Linked DNA regions of Sparus aurata: region 1 is linked to region 2. Evidence: chromatin contacts called from public Hi-C data. All regions are on one chromosome and are shown on one strand. Each heading gives the region's core, a stretch centred on a gene start, on an enhancer-like site or on the middle of the called end of the contact. The rest is flanking DNA. Distances are from core to core; before and after follow the strand shown. Region 1 holds the start of LOC115596458 (clathrin heavy chain linker domain-containing protein 1). Region 2 holds the start of prorsd1 (prolyl-tRNA synthetase domain containing 1).

Region 1 (6,669 bases), core at 1,630-4,129, 170 kb after region 2:
CTGCGGAGCCAGCAGACTGTTTGTCACATGGTACTCAACACAGGTGGGTTTACTCTTCAGTATTGAGCCATCAGCCACGCTGGACCGTTAAGATGTTTATTTTTACTGATTCACCTTGTAGATTGATCCTTCCATTCAAATTTCAGAAATTTGAATGGAAGGATCAAACATTTCTTTGAAATTGTTTTAACTGCTGAATCTCAGGACAACTGACATAATTCTGTACCATAAAGCTGTCACATCAAACTAATGATTCCACAAACGTAGACAGACATGTTGAGTTGGTTGCGCTTATTAAAATCTCTACTTGCAAATAAGATGCGTTCATGTTTTGCGTACCATCAGGCAGCAGCATGCAACTCACCATCTTCACCAGCTGGACAGAATTGGTTTAACCCAGAATATTTGAATCCAAAAGTTAAGTTATTAAAATGCTGTTCAAGTCCACAATCCAAGTTTAGTTAACATGATCTTTGTGACCCAACACTCAGTTCAGCTCCATCACGGTAAACTTGATGGAAAAGACTGAAACATCCACACTGTAAAACATAAACCCTCCCGACTGTCAGGTAATAAATTGAACACAGATTCTTTGAGTTGTGTCAAATGTTTCCGTCTTTATTAAACACCTTCACTCTGTCTACTTGTCCTCAGGCTTGTTGAAGCAGTAGGTGAGGCAGCACTTCCCGCAGTAGTGACGGTCAAAGTGGCTCGCCATGAAGACGCCGGCGCCACACTCGTCAGCGGGACACTCGCGTCTCAGCCGGTGGATTTTACCATTCTCATCAACCTGCACATAAAATACAAAATGACACTTTAGAGCTCAAGCAGTTGTTTCTTCAGACCAAAAAATAAGTTCAACTAAGTTTCTGCTTCTTTAACTCGTCTTTAACTAAAAGTTTCATGATTGAGATTGGACACTCATTTGACATTAAATCAAAAAGTTTAGTAAAGACTGTTTGGAGCCAAAGTGGTCGGGTCTGAAGAGATTTAGCCAACGTGATGTTGGCACACAGACTGAAGTGTCCTCTAAAACATCTGATGCTCAACAGACAGTAACCAGCTGATACCGGCAGGATGAAACAAGTCGTACCTTGTAGTACTTGAGCACAGCGAGCTTGACCTTCTTCCTCTTGTGCTTGTTCTTCTTGGGGGTGGTGTAAGACTTCTTCTTCCTCTTCTTAGCACCACCTCTCAGCCTCAGCACCAAGTGCAGAGTTGACTCCTGACAGCGAGGAAATACACGTCAAGTCAGATTTATACAGCATTGAATTGCTAACTCTAAATGACCAGAAGATCAATTAATGACAATTTCTGCCAATTTATTCTCAAAGGTCCAGTAGAGTTAGTCACATCAGTTACTGATATGCATGACTTGAACTCAACCGTATTTTTACAGCAGCTTCTGAACTCCTCACAGGATCAAATATTAGTCCAACGTCTGCAGTCAAACCTCAGGACTCTCGGCTCACCTTCTGGATGTTGTAGTCGGACAGCGTGCGTCCGTCCTCCAGCTGCTTTCCGGCAAAGATCAACCTCTGCTGATCAGGAGGGATACCTGTAAATACAAACACAGGTGTTTCACAGGTTTAAATTTAAATCCATCTGCAGCTTCACAAAAATTAGCTAGTATTGACAGTTTCATATAAAAACTGATACATAAAACCGTACAACTAAAAGGAACCAATTCAAAGTTGATTTGACTTTATAAAGAAAAGTTCATCTTGAGCTGAGAGCAATTCCTCCAAATCCTCATCCTTCTAAAACCTGAAATACTGATGGTGATGTAAAGTCAGCAAGTGTTGACTGGCTGGTTTGTTAAATGTCTCGATCTGTTCTTAAACCGCCTCCGACATTCAGTTTAAAGATCTGAACCAAAAATAGAAACTCCTCACATTTAACAAATCTAAAACTTTTAACCATTCCCCTGAGCAGCTACAAGGTTTTCAGCTGTACAGAGAGAACATTCATCATCTGAGGATGTATTTCATATCTGACGGGTCACTCACCCTCTTTGTCCTGGATTTTGGCCTTGACATTTTCAATAGTATCTGAAGGCTCAACCTGCAGAAGAAGAAGAGGTCAGACATGACAAGTTCTTTCGGTCAGAGCTCTGATCACGTGTTGTACAGACTACAGAAGTATAACATTCCATCAACGTATCATGTTATCTGGAGAGACAAACAGGCGCGTTGCGGAGCAGACAGCGGCGGCGCTGCTACACGTGTTTACGGTGCTTTGGGTGACTGCTAACAGCTAACAGCTAGCTTAGCCACTTGGTTTCGATGCAACAGTAACGCTCGATAGCGCTCACTTTGCTTGAGTTCAAACAAACACCGCCACCGTCGGACGTGATATTAACTAATCTTGGGATTTAATGTAGAGATTTAGCCCATTTCAACGCTAAAATAAACTTGGTCAAACTGCGGCCACCGACAGCCGGATCCCTCCATCACAGTCCGGCTCACCCACCTCGAGGGTTATGGTCTTCCCCGTGAGGGTTTTGACGAAAATCTGCATCCTGGCGTTCGTCCACCTTCACAAGAGACACAAGTAAGACTTCAGACATGTAGTTTAAACTGAAACACGCTGTCAAAAATGGTTATTTATGAGAATAAGGAGCAGAAACACAGAGCTCCATCTTACCACAGGCTCACTCCTAATGGCGGATCATGAGAAGAGGGCTTTCGGAGCGAGCGACGGGGTTTTCTGCTCGCGTTTGCACGGCTTAGGTGACCATCAGGGTGCCTGATCAAAAATATACACAAATATTACGGTTTGTTGTCTTTCAGCGTCTTTTGTCACCTTACCGGAATTAATATGAGTCGACAATATATTTCACAATCCAAAATGCAATTAATTTATTTGTATATTTAAAAACACTGTAACCATAGCAACTGGGAGTGTTTGCAAATGGCTGCCCGGAAGGAGCAAAAGTGAAAAGCTAGCCTCAAAATATAAGTTAATAACGATGTCTGAGGCAGCAAACAACTGTAGCGTGTCCTCAGGAGAGAAAGACAGACATTCAACACCCGACATCTTGATGAGTGACAGTGACGACATGTTTTTTCAGTCTCTGTATGAGTTTATGGAACACGAGAAACAGTTCCTGCAGTGTCCAGCAGAGGGCCCGGACGAGCTCCGCTACATCATCTACCGCTCTGCGTTCAACAAGGTATTTTATTTATTCACTTACTTACTTACTCTAATTTAACCCAGTAATGGGAGGCGTTTTCAATTACTAATACATAATAAATTATGCATTTTCCAGCTAATCCACGAGGCTTTACAAGAGTTTGTTCAGCTTCAGAAGAATCACTTTGTCAACACGTGAAGCTGAAACACATTCAACAGCAACAATGTGAGAACGTTACTGGACAGAAGGAGATAGAAAACTGTAATCTGTAAAGTGTCTAGATTCTAAAGCTGTTTGATACATGTAGTACAAGTACAGTATTGAATCTGAGATGTGTTGGAGTAACAGTATAAACTTACATTAAATGCAAATGTTCAGGTAAAAAAGAAGTACGTTAGATTTTCATGACATAAATTACTTACAGTACATGTGCTTAGTTACATTAAACCTCTTTATAAAAGGCACATTTACATTTAGCTTTTGTCCAAAGTGTACATAGTACATTTGTCACAAGAGAGAAACCATGACATCACCGTCCCTTAAGAAAGAAAAGGTAGAAACCGTTTTCAAGCCCTCGTCTGAGCACCATTCAAAAGAGCTTTATGTATCTCAGTTACAATATATTTTAACTATAAACACGTTTTTAGATTTGAGCTTGTGAAACTTCAAGTTGGTTGTACCTATGCCTTTTTCTATTAAAAGGAAAGTAAAAAAATTGTGGAACGGTTTGTTTTACTTTGTCATATATATTGATATGCATACTACAGCACAGGGTTGCTGTATTAGTGTTGTTAAAAGTACCCAGATGTCATACTTTGGTAAAAAAAGATTTGGAGTTCAAATATTACTTTGATAGAAGTGAAAGTTACCCCTTGGATAGCACTGGAGTCAAAGTATTTCAGCATCAAAACTATACTGTATAGTTAGTCCTGGAACATTATTGGATCTTATACCATGGTCTGGGGGAATACTGGATTCTGATTGGCTGCAGGGTGTCCATTAACCCCTGATATATGGACACCTACTAAGTAGTTCCAGTCAAATTGACTGTTCACCGCTGTAAATTAATGCGCTAGCTGGCGTATCAGATCTGAATATGTTATTTCCAGCACTGACTTCAGTCCGTCAGTCCTTCAGTGTCTTATCCTCTGAACACCACAGGGTGGCGACTGTAACACACAAGCTGCAGAAAGTTCACTTCCCCTCTAAACTTACTGATACGTGAATAATCTCACATCCCGTTCTCTGTTCGGCTCTCTGCCTCAGGCTGCGGCCACAGTAACGTTACACACGGCCGGTCATTTGTTCGTGAAAATCTTGCTATTGATTTGGGGACAATGACATGACTGGTTAGCAAGCTAGTCTTGTTAGCTAGCATACTGTCAAATTATATTTACTGTTTGTCAACCGTGCGCAATGTTATTGACTTTGAATCTTGCTAGCATAGCGTTAGCTTTCTGGCTCATCGCTGAGCGGACTAGAATATCTGCAGTTGCCAAGTCGTATCTATGATCCGTCCTGTTTACTGGAGGAGTGAACAACGTCTCCGTTGCATAAGAATCTTATGGGAGAGTAATGATTGTTCCAGTTATTAGTCAAACCCTCAGGCGTTACCAGGGAAACGTAGTTATGGCATGTGAAAAACTTTATATTTTGATTGTAAGACGCATGAAAATGTAAATTAATGGTCCGAATTTCTTTTCTTTGGCAAGTGACCATGGTATAAGCGGGATAATGTCCGACGAGGTGTCCATAAACAGGAGTTATAGGCCTCCGCGTCGTCCATTAACTCCTGTTTATGGACACCTCGTCGGACATTATCCCTTACTTATATTCAGCATTTTTATGATTATCACAATCAGTAGCCCCATTCACACTTTTGGGTGCGGCTTTAGTATGCCATTTCTCCGCCTCCGAGAGTTTCACACTGAGACGGAGGCAGAGAAATGGCATACTAAAGCCGCACCCAAAAGTGTGAATGGGGCTACTGATTGTGATAATCATAAAAATGCTAGGGGTGAAATTTCGCCCCGGCGCTGATCCGCCTCTGGAGGTCGTATCAGGGCCGCATTATTGGAGAACTGAACCAGTGTGAACAGATAAGCCGGCTTCACTTACGGGGGCGTGTCGACCGGACCGTCGTTAACTACACAGGTCCTCCACTCAACTAAATACAGAGAAATTTCCCACAAAGCAACGTTACAGGACCGAACAAAAGTAACGTCGTGACTGAAAAAAATACTGCAGATATACGCGGAGAAGCGTCTGTCCTCCTGTCTGCCCCCCCGTCTGCCCTCCTGTCTCACCTCCTGTCTGCCCCCCCGTCTGCCCTCCTGTCTCCCCTCCTGTCTGCCCCCCCGTCTGTCCTCCTGTCTGTCCTCCTGTGTGTCCTCCTGTCTGTCCTCCTGTCTGCCCCCCCGTCTGTCCTCCCGTCTGTCCTCCTGTGTGTCCTCCCGTCTGTCCTCCTGTCTGTCCTCCCGTCTGTCCTCCTGTGTGTCCTCCCGTCTGTCCTCCTGTCTGCCCCCCCGTCTGCCCTCCTGTCTGTCCTCCTGTCTGCCCCCCCGTCTGTCCTCCTGTCTGTCCTCCTGTGTGTCCTCCCGTCTGTCCTCCCGTCTGTCCTCCCGTCTGTCCTCCTGTGTGTCCTCCTGTCTGTCCTCCTGTGTGTCCTCCTGTCTGTCCTCCTGTCTGTCCTCCTGTGTGTCCTCCTGTCTGTCCTCCCGTCTGTCCTCCCGTCTGTCCTCCTGTGTGTCCTCCTGTCTGTCCTCCTGTGTGTCCTCCTGTCTGTCCTCCTGTCTGTCCTCCTGTCTGTCCTCCTGTGTGTCCTCCCGTCTGTCCTCCCGTCTGTCCTCCTGTGTGTCCTCCCGTCTGTCCTCCCGTCTGTCCTCCTGTGTGTCCTCCCGTCTGTCCTCCTGTGTGTCCTCCTGTCTGTCCTCCTGTGTGTCCTAACAATTCTTCGTCACATTTCTGCCCAAAAACTTTAACTCACCGAGTGTTTGTGATGAAAATAAATCACCGCAACGGTCAGCCCTCTGGACCGAGATGTCAGTGAACTTTCCCTCAGAAAACAGCCTCCGTCCCCACGAGATTGACGGGGGGGGGGACACCGGGGAAATACCTTGAAAACACACAGACTTCATCACCGTGACGTCACCGTAACGCCTCTTTAGGAGCCGCAGCGCCGGCTTTCTGTGTGAATTCACGGCGGTTCGTCTTTAAGGCGGCGCTGCTTCGCTCTGTGTGAATCACCATCGGTGGAGAATTTGCGAACCATGGCTGCGTCTTTTACGCGTCTTCTCCTGTTCGAATGGGGCTACTGTTTAGTTTTTTTTATCGGACTGATGATAAAATAAATTCATTTTAACCACCACCACACTTTTCACCACTTCCTGTCACACTTACAGCTGCTGACCGATGGGAAAGCACTCACTCAGGCTGACCAGTGGAAGAAAGACGATGAAAATATTGTAATCAACTACAGTAATACATAATGTTTAGTTTAAAATAGTTTTATTCCCTTCAAATGTTTTATTTTA
Region 2 (7,278 bases), core at 441-2,940:
AACACAGAGACAATACAATCACTATAAAACACACTCACACACACATGATTCAGATCCTTTCAGTTAAACTACATCAGATTTAAACTACGTCACTGTTCACAACCTCACACCTCAACCTTTACTTTGTTAGCATGCTAACATGAGCTAATCATCTGCTGAGGCTGATGATGTCATCAGTGGTGCAGGTGTTGTATTGGCGCACGAACATGGTGACCTGATGACGTCAGAATCATTAGACTCTAACATGTTTTGCTTTCTCCAGTTCAAGTTCTGAGAAATCTGAAGTGGTTTGATTGGACACTTCCTCCAGCAGTGCAGTCTGGGAGTTGTAGTTGCTGTCCACTGTTTTGTCTCTTCAGCCTTCCTGCTCGGCCTCAGTAGTTTGTGACTTTGTGTTTCTGTGTTGTGTTTGAAGATGAGCAGCTCCGTCTGAGATAATCTTTGGATTATGATTTGATCTGCAGCCTCAGAGGACTAAAGAATCGGACCCTGTCCCCGTCTCGCTGCACTTTTGGCCCTCTGATGCCGCTTTCGACCCAAATCTCTCCGTTTTATAACGTTCATTTGTTAAAGAGCAGCAGGTTCAGCTGCGACACTGACCTGCTGTCTGTATTAAACTGGGTCATTGTGCAGAATTAATGCTTCATCCATTATGGACGAGTGTGTTTCATAACACAAGGCATTCAGGTTAAAGTGGGCCGTGACAACATGTCCTTCAGAGGGTCGTTCTCTGTGACGGACCTCAGTACCTCCTGAACATAAAGAACCTTTAGGTGATGAACAGCACCAGGCTGTCTGGGTCGATGTCTGCTGGCTCCTTCAGTTTTTTACATTCATTTGTTAATATAATTTAATAAAAACTTATTGTTCATCAATATTTGAATGTCCATTTTCACTTGTATATTTACAGCTCGACCAGACGGCTGCCTGCTCAATATCCAGAGCAGAAGGTTCAATATGTTAATATATTAATATTATCATATCATTATTATATCATTATATAATAATAAGTTAAGATGGAAAATGGTTTAATGGAAAGAGTAAAAATGTACATTTTAAAATTAAAATAAATATTGTTTTAACTTTTGAAAGATATATTTTAGTAAAAAAGAAATTAAGAAATAAAGAAAAAAATAAATAAATACGTAACTTTTAATATATGAAAATAATTTATAAATAAAGAAAAGTTATATTTTTTACTAGTGAGACCTGTGTAAAGAATAACTAAATGAATAGAATAAAAATGGTAATCAATAATAATAATAATAATACATATGTTAATGTTTGATAAACATACAAAAATAATAATAAAATAGGCAGAAAGAATAAAAATCCAAGAATATTCTGTATAATGATATTCTGTATTCAGAGACTAAGACTGACCATGTAAATCAATACATTATAGACTCATCAATACATTATAGACTCATCGATACATCATAGACTCATCGATACATTATAGACTCATCAATACATCATAGACTCATCGATACATTATAGACTCATCGATACATTATAGACTCATCGATACATTGTAAACATCCTTGTTCAGGGTTATCGATGTTATAACGTTTATAACATCGATAACCTTTTATAGTATAAACCAACAGAGCGACAGCAGCCTGTTCTGTGGGAGTCACTTCACTTCCGTCCAGCAGGGGGCAGCATCGTGTCTGACCCAGCTTCTTCTTCTTCTTCTCCTTCTTCTTCTCCTCTTCCTGTCGCAGCAGCTGTGTCTTCTTCTTCGGTTCCTCCTAATTCATTTAAAAACACGTTTAGCTTTGAGATGTCGGCAGATCTGCGGACGCAGCTGGAGAAACATCTGGAGGCGCTGAACATCCAGACGACCTGTGTGGACCACCCGCCGGTAAACAGCTCCGACTGTCTCTGGACCGGAACACAGTCCGAACCAGAACACAGTCCGAACTTCTTCGTCGCAAACATGGTTTTATTCTGACAGTTTTAAAGTAAAGAAACATTTATGACAGGAAACCAACGCTCGAAGCAAACGAATGATAATAACAGTGGTCAAAAACTATTTACCCTCCGGGCGGAAACACCTGGCCGCACAAAGGTTCCTACTGATAACATTCGCTTCTGATAACGACACCTGATCACATCATTCACAGTCACGCTGTGGCAGAAAACACACACCTGTAGGACGCGCTTCATTCAGCAACCTGAGTGACTCTTCTGTTCAGATGAAGCTTTGGTGCTGCTGTGTTTCTCTACACTGTCAGTGGACACGTGGACGCAGTCAGTAGTTGTCATTTTAATTAAAGGGAAGATCTGCTGGCTGAAACCTGGACGCCGGATCTTCCGTCAGATCAGTAGAAGCTGATGCGCTGTGAGGACGCGTTCCTCCCGTCACGGCTCTGCGCGTCAGGGCGGGGAGTCTGAGAAACGAGACGTTTTTGAACGGGATCTGGGATTTCAGTCTCCAGACTTATAGCGTCACGTGAAGTAAACTAACGATCTGCTTCTGAAGTGCAACATCCACAAACTCCCGCAGCTTTCTGACAGTTTGTAACAAGTTTAACACTTTGTATTTGTTTCGACAGTCTGGTTTAATAACCGGTGTGGACCTTTCTGCTGCACGGACCACCTGTGACCTGCAGGGGGCGACACAGCACCACCTGTGTGCACCACCTGCAGGGGGCGACACAGCACCACCTGTGTGCACCACCTGCAGGGGGCGACACAGCACCACCTGTCGCTGTCTGCTGCAGCTCAGACTGTCTCTGCTTCACTCTCTCATTTCTAACAACTTTACAAGTTTCTTTGTTCGACCTTCGCAACAAAACAACATTTATCAAAACAAAGATAACTCGAAACAAAGAGACTTTGTATTTCTGCCCGTCCTCACACAGTTAAATGTCATTTGTATATCTTGGCATTATCAGAACAATTTATAAAACAATTGATTCCAACTATAGAATCTTTAAATTGAAGATATTGTGCCTAAAAACCTTAATGTTGATTAACGTTCATATTATATTTACTGTTAAACATCAACATGTTGGGATTTTGGATACTTTTAATAATTTTAAAAAGCTATGATTGAACGAATGATCTTGTGAAGCCAGTTTCTATTGAAAAAAATAACAGTTGGTATAAACGTTAAAAAAGCAGCACAGCGATCTCCAACGTGCTCCAGCTTCATACGCAGGTTTGAGGTTTCAGAAGTGAACTGGTGTCGATGTCCATTGAATTAAATTAATTTGACTAAATGTAATCTGGTGAGGACGTGTTGCTTCATCATGTGTTCATGTATTTTACTGTGTTGGATTGATAATCATCTTTAAAACGCTATGTTGTTCTAATAAAAATGATGTAAATAAGAAAATCAAAGATTGAAACAGCTGGCTGAAGTCTGAGGGCGTGTGAACAATGATTGATCATGGTTGTGATCAGATTAATTGTGATGTCATTTCCTGTCCAGATTTGAGGCCCCCTGATTTAAAGATGTCACTCTGTTTCCTCTCAGATCGGTTATTTTGTGAAAGATTAATTAACTAATTCATTAATTAATTAACTGATTGAACTGAAGTTGAAGCTCAACACAAACGCAGACAGTGATCAGTGTGTCGTGATGTCATCATCCCTCGCAGGTGTTCACGGTGGAGGAGATGATGCCCCACCTGCAGGACGTGGGCGGAGCCGTCACTAAGAACCTCTTCCTGAAGGACAAGAAGAAGAAAGGCCTGTGGCTGGTGTCGGCCCGCCACGACCGCCAGGTCAGCTCACACCAGCCGCCACCAGCACGTGTCTCTGCTGCGTCCTCGCCACAGGCCTACGACTAGAACATGATAGATCGTAAACCCAAAGATGGAGCCGGATCTGTCCAAATAACAAATTGTTCTTCTCAAAGTAACTGTCAGAAAGTAGCAAATGGATAAAAAAATATTCATCAACAGTCAAAGAGAAACAGAAAGAAACAATAAATAACAGACCACATAAATCAGAAACAGAACACAAGATCAACAACACACAGAAAGTGAAACTGTTCTGAGATCAGCTATCTTCTATCTTTAAATGCCAACGCTGAATCACAGCGGCGGCTGAACTGATCCCTGATGGTTCTGTGAGCAGATCAATATGTCTCCTTCATGTCGTGTGGAGCACTGATCAGATCAATATGTCCGTCTGACTCACCTGTACGTCGACCCTTCAGAGGCCACTGCACTGAACCACAGACTGGAAGAAACTGAGAAAAAAAAACTGAGAAATGTTGTTTAGTTTGCGTTTACTTCCTGGTTACGCTGCCCACTGAGCATGTGCAGTAGTGTTTCTCCTACTGGCTCCGCCCATAATCTTTACATGATGATGTCACAGAGTTTATAATCAGAGTGTCAGTGGAGCTTGTTGTCATAAAAGTAGCGACGCCGCTGTCTGAAAGTAGCTTCATGTGAGGTTCAGGTCCCATAATCCTCTCTGTTCCTCTTCAGGTGAACCTCAACGACCTCGCCAAGAAGCTCGGTGTTGGCAGCGGCAACCTGCGCTTTGCAGACGAGGCGGCCATGTTGGAGAAGCTGAAGGTGACACAGACCCCAGATCAATGCTGAGGTGTCCTCAGATACCGGTCCAGTCAGACACCGGTCCAGTCAGACATCGGTCCAGTCAGACACCGGTCCAGTCAGATACCAGTCCAGTCAGACACCGGTCCAGTCAGTCAGACACCGGTCCAGTCAGACACTGGTCCAGTCAGACACCGGTCCAGTCAGATACCGGTCCAGTCAGATACCGGTCCAGTCAGACACCGGTCCAGTCAGATACCGGTCCAGTCAGACACCGGTCCAGTCAGACATCGGTCCAGTCAGACACCGGTCCAGTCAGACACCGGTCCAGTCAGTCAGACACCGGTCCAGTCAGACACTGGTCCAGTCAGACACCGGTCCAGTCAGATACCGGTCCAGTCAGATACCGGTCCAGTCAGACACCGGTCCAGTCAGATACCGGTCCAGTCAGACACCGGTCCAGTCAGATACCGGTCCAGTCAGATACCGGTCCAGTCAGACACCGGTCCAGTCAGATACCGGCCCAGTCAGACACCGGTCCAGTCAGACACCGGTCCAGTCAGATACCGGTCCAGTCAGTCAGACACCGGTCCAGTCAGACACCGGTCCAGTCAGTCAGACACCGGTCCAGTCAGATACCGGTCCAGTCAGTCAGACACCGGTCCAGTCAGACACCGGTCCAGTCAGTCAGACACCGGTCCAGTCAGATACCGGTCCAGTCATACACCGGTCCAGTCAGTCAGACACCGGTCCAGTCAGATACCGGTCCAGTCAGATACCGGTCCAGTCAGACACCGGTCCAGTCAGATACCGGTCCAGTCAGACACCGGTCCAGTCAGACATCGGTCCAGTCAGATACCGGTCCAGTCAAACACCGGTCCAGTCAGATACCGGTCCAGTCAGATACCGGTCCAGTCAGTCAGACACCGGTCCAGTCAGTCAGACACCGGACCAGTCAGTCACCGGTCCAGTCAGACACCGGTCCAGTCAGATACCAGTCCAGTCAGACACCGGTCCAGTCAGACACCGGTCCAGTCAGATACCGGTCCAGTCAGACATCGGTCCAGTCAGATACCGGTCCAGTCAGTCAGACACCGGTCCAGTCAGACATCGGTCCAGTCAGATACCGGTCCAGTCAGACACCGGTCCAGTCAGATACCAGTCCAGTCAGACACCGGTCCAGTCAGACACCGGTCCAGTCAGATACCGGTCCAGTCAGATACCGGTCCAGTCAGACACCGGTCCAGTCAGATACCGGTCCAGTCAGTCAGACACCGGTCCAGTCAGACATCGGTCCAGTCAGATACCGGTCCAGTCAGACACCGGTCCAGTCAGATACCGGTCCAGTCAGTCAGACACCGGTCCAGTCAGACACCGGTCCAGTCAGACATCGGTCCAGTCAGATACCGGTCCAGTCAGACACCGGTCCAGTCAGTCAGACACCGGTCCAGTCAGACACCGGTCCAGTCAGATACCGGTCCAGTCAGACACCGGTCCAGTCAGACATCGGTCCAGTCAGTCAGACACCGGTCCAGTCAGATACCGGTCCAGTCAGTCAGACACCGGTCTAGTCAGACACCGGTCCAGTCAGACACCGGTCCAGTCAGTCAGACACCGGTCCAGTCAGTCAGACACCGGTCCAGTCAGATATCGGTCCAGTCAGTCAGACACCGGTCTAGTCAGACACCGGTCCAGTCAGACACCGGTCCAGTCAGTCAGACATCGGTCCAGTCAGTCAGACACCGGTCCAGTCAGATATCGGTCCAGTCAGTCAGACACCGGTCCAGTCAGACACCGGTCCAGTCAGACACCGGTCCAGTCAGTCAGACACCGGTCCAGTCAGACACCGGTCCAGTCAGATACCGGTCCAGCCAGTCAGACACCGGTCCAGTCAGATACCGGTCCAGTCAGACACCGGTCCAGTCAGACATCGGTCCAGTCAGATACCGGTCCAGTCAGACACCGGTCCAGTCAGATACCGGTCCAGTCAGTCAGACACCGGTCCAGTCAGATACCGGTCCAGTCAGTCAGACACCGGTCTAGTCAGACACCGGTCCAGTCAGTCAGACACCGGTCCAGTCAGACACCGGTCCAGTCAGATACCGGTCCAGCCAGTCAGACACCGGTCCAGTCAGATACCGGTCCAGTCAGATACCGGTCCAGTCAGACACCGGTCCAGTCAGATACCGGTCCAGTCAGATACCGGTCCAGTCAGTCAGACACCGGTCCAGTCAGACACCGGTCCAGTCAGACACCGGTCCAGTCAGTCAGACACCGGTCCAGTCAGACACCGGTCCAGTCAGATACCGGTCCAGTCAGACACCGGTCCAGTCAGACACCGGTCCAGCCAGTCAGACACCGGTCCAGTCAGATACCGGTCCAGTCATACATCGGTCCAGTCAGACACCGGTCCAGTCAGATACCGGTCCAGTCAGACACCGGTCCAGTCAGACACCGGTCCAGTCAGATACCGGTCCAGTCAGACACCGGTCCAGTCAGATACCGGTCCAGTCATACATCGGTCCAGTCAGACACCGGTCCAGTCAGATACCGGTCCAGTCAGATACCGGTCCAGTCAGACACCGGTCCAGTCAGACACCGGTCCAGTCATACATCGGACCAGTCAGATACCGGTCCAGTCAGACATCGGACCAGTCAGACACCGGTCCAGTCAGACACCGGTCCAGTCATACATCGGTCCAGTCAGATACCGGTCCAGTCAGACACCGGTCCAGTCATACATCGGACCAGTCAGATACCG

What was found. A called contact is a pair of places that touch in the nucleus more often than the background predicts.
Region 1: a contact with region 2 is called in a Hi-C map of an unstated tissue, with 4 times the contacts expected there. The contact joins the promoter of LOC115596458 here to the promoter of prorsd1 in region 2. A contact is called at or near these places in 2 of 2 Hi-C or Micro-C datasets (skeletal muscle and an unstated tissue).

Annotation. Positions count from the first base shown.
Region 1 is chr15:31,763,436-31,770,104 of fSpaAur1.1, forward strand. LOC115596458 (clathrin heavy chain linker domain-containing protein 1) reads left to right here and starts at 2,880. Exons shown (of 11, transcript XM_030441588.1): 1 at 2,880-3,175. The coding sequence starts at 2,972. It overlaps rps27a (ribosomal protein S27a), which reads right to left and starts at 2,739. Exons shown (of 6, transcript XM_030441591.1): 1 at 2,647-2,739; 2 at 2,473-2,536; 3 at 2,010-2,064; 4 at 1,473-1,558; 5 at 1,094-1,225; 6 at 598-790. The coding sequence starts at 2,520. The coding sequence ends at 641.
Region 2 is chr15:31,593,132-31,600,409 of fSpaAur1.1, forward strand. prorsd1 (prolyl-tRNA synthetase domain containing 1) reads left to right here and starts at 1,691. Exons shown (of 4, transcript XM_030440863.1): 1 at 1,691-1,867; 2 at 3,612-3,737; 3 at 4,449-4,538. The coding sequence starts at 1,787. LOC115596075 (a long non-coding RNA gene) reads left to right here and starts at 2,326. Exons shown (of 2, transcript XR_003986841.1): 1 at 2,326-2,463; 2 at 2,562-3,346.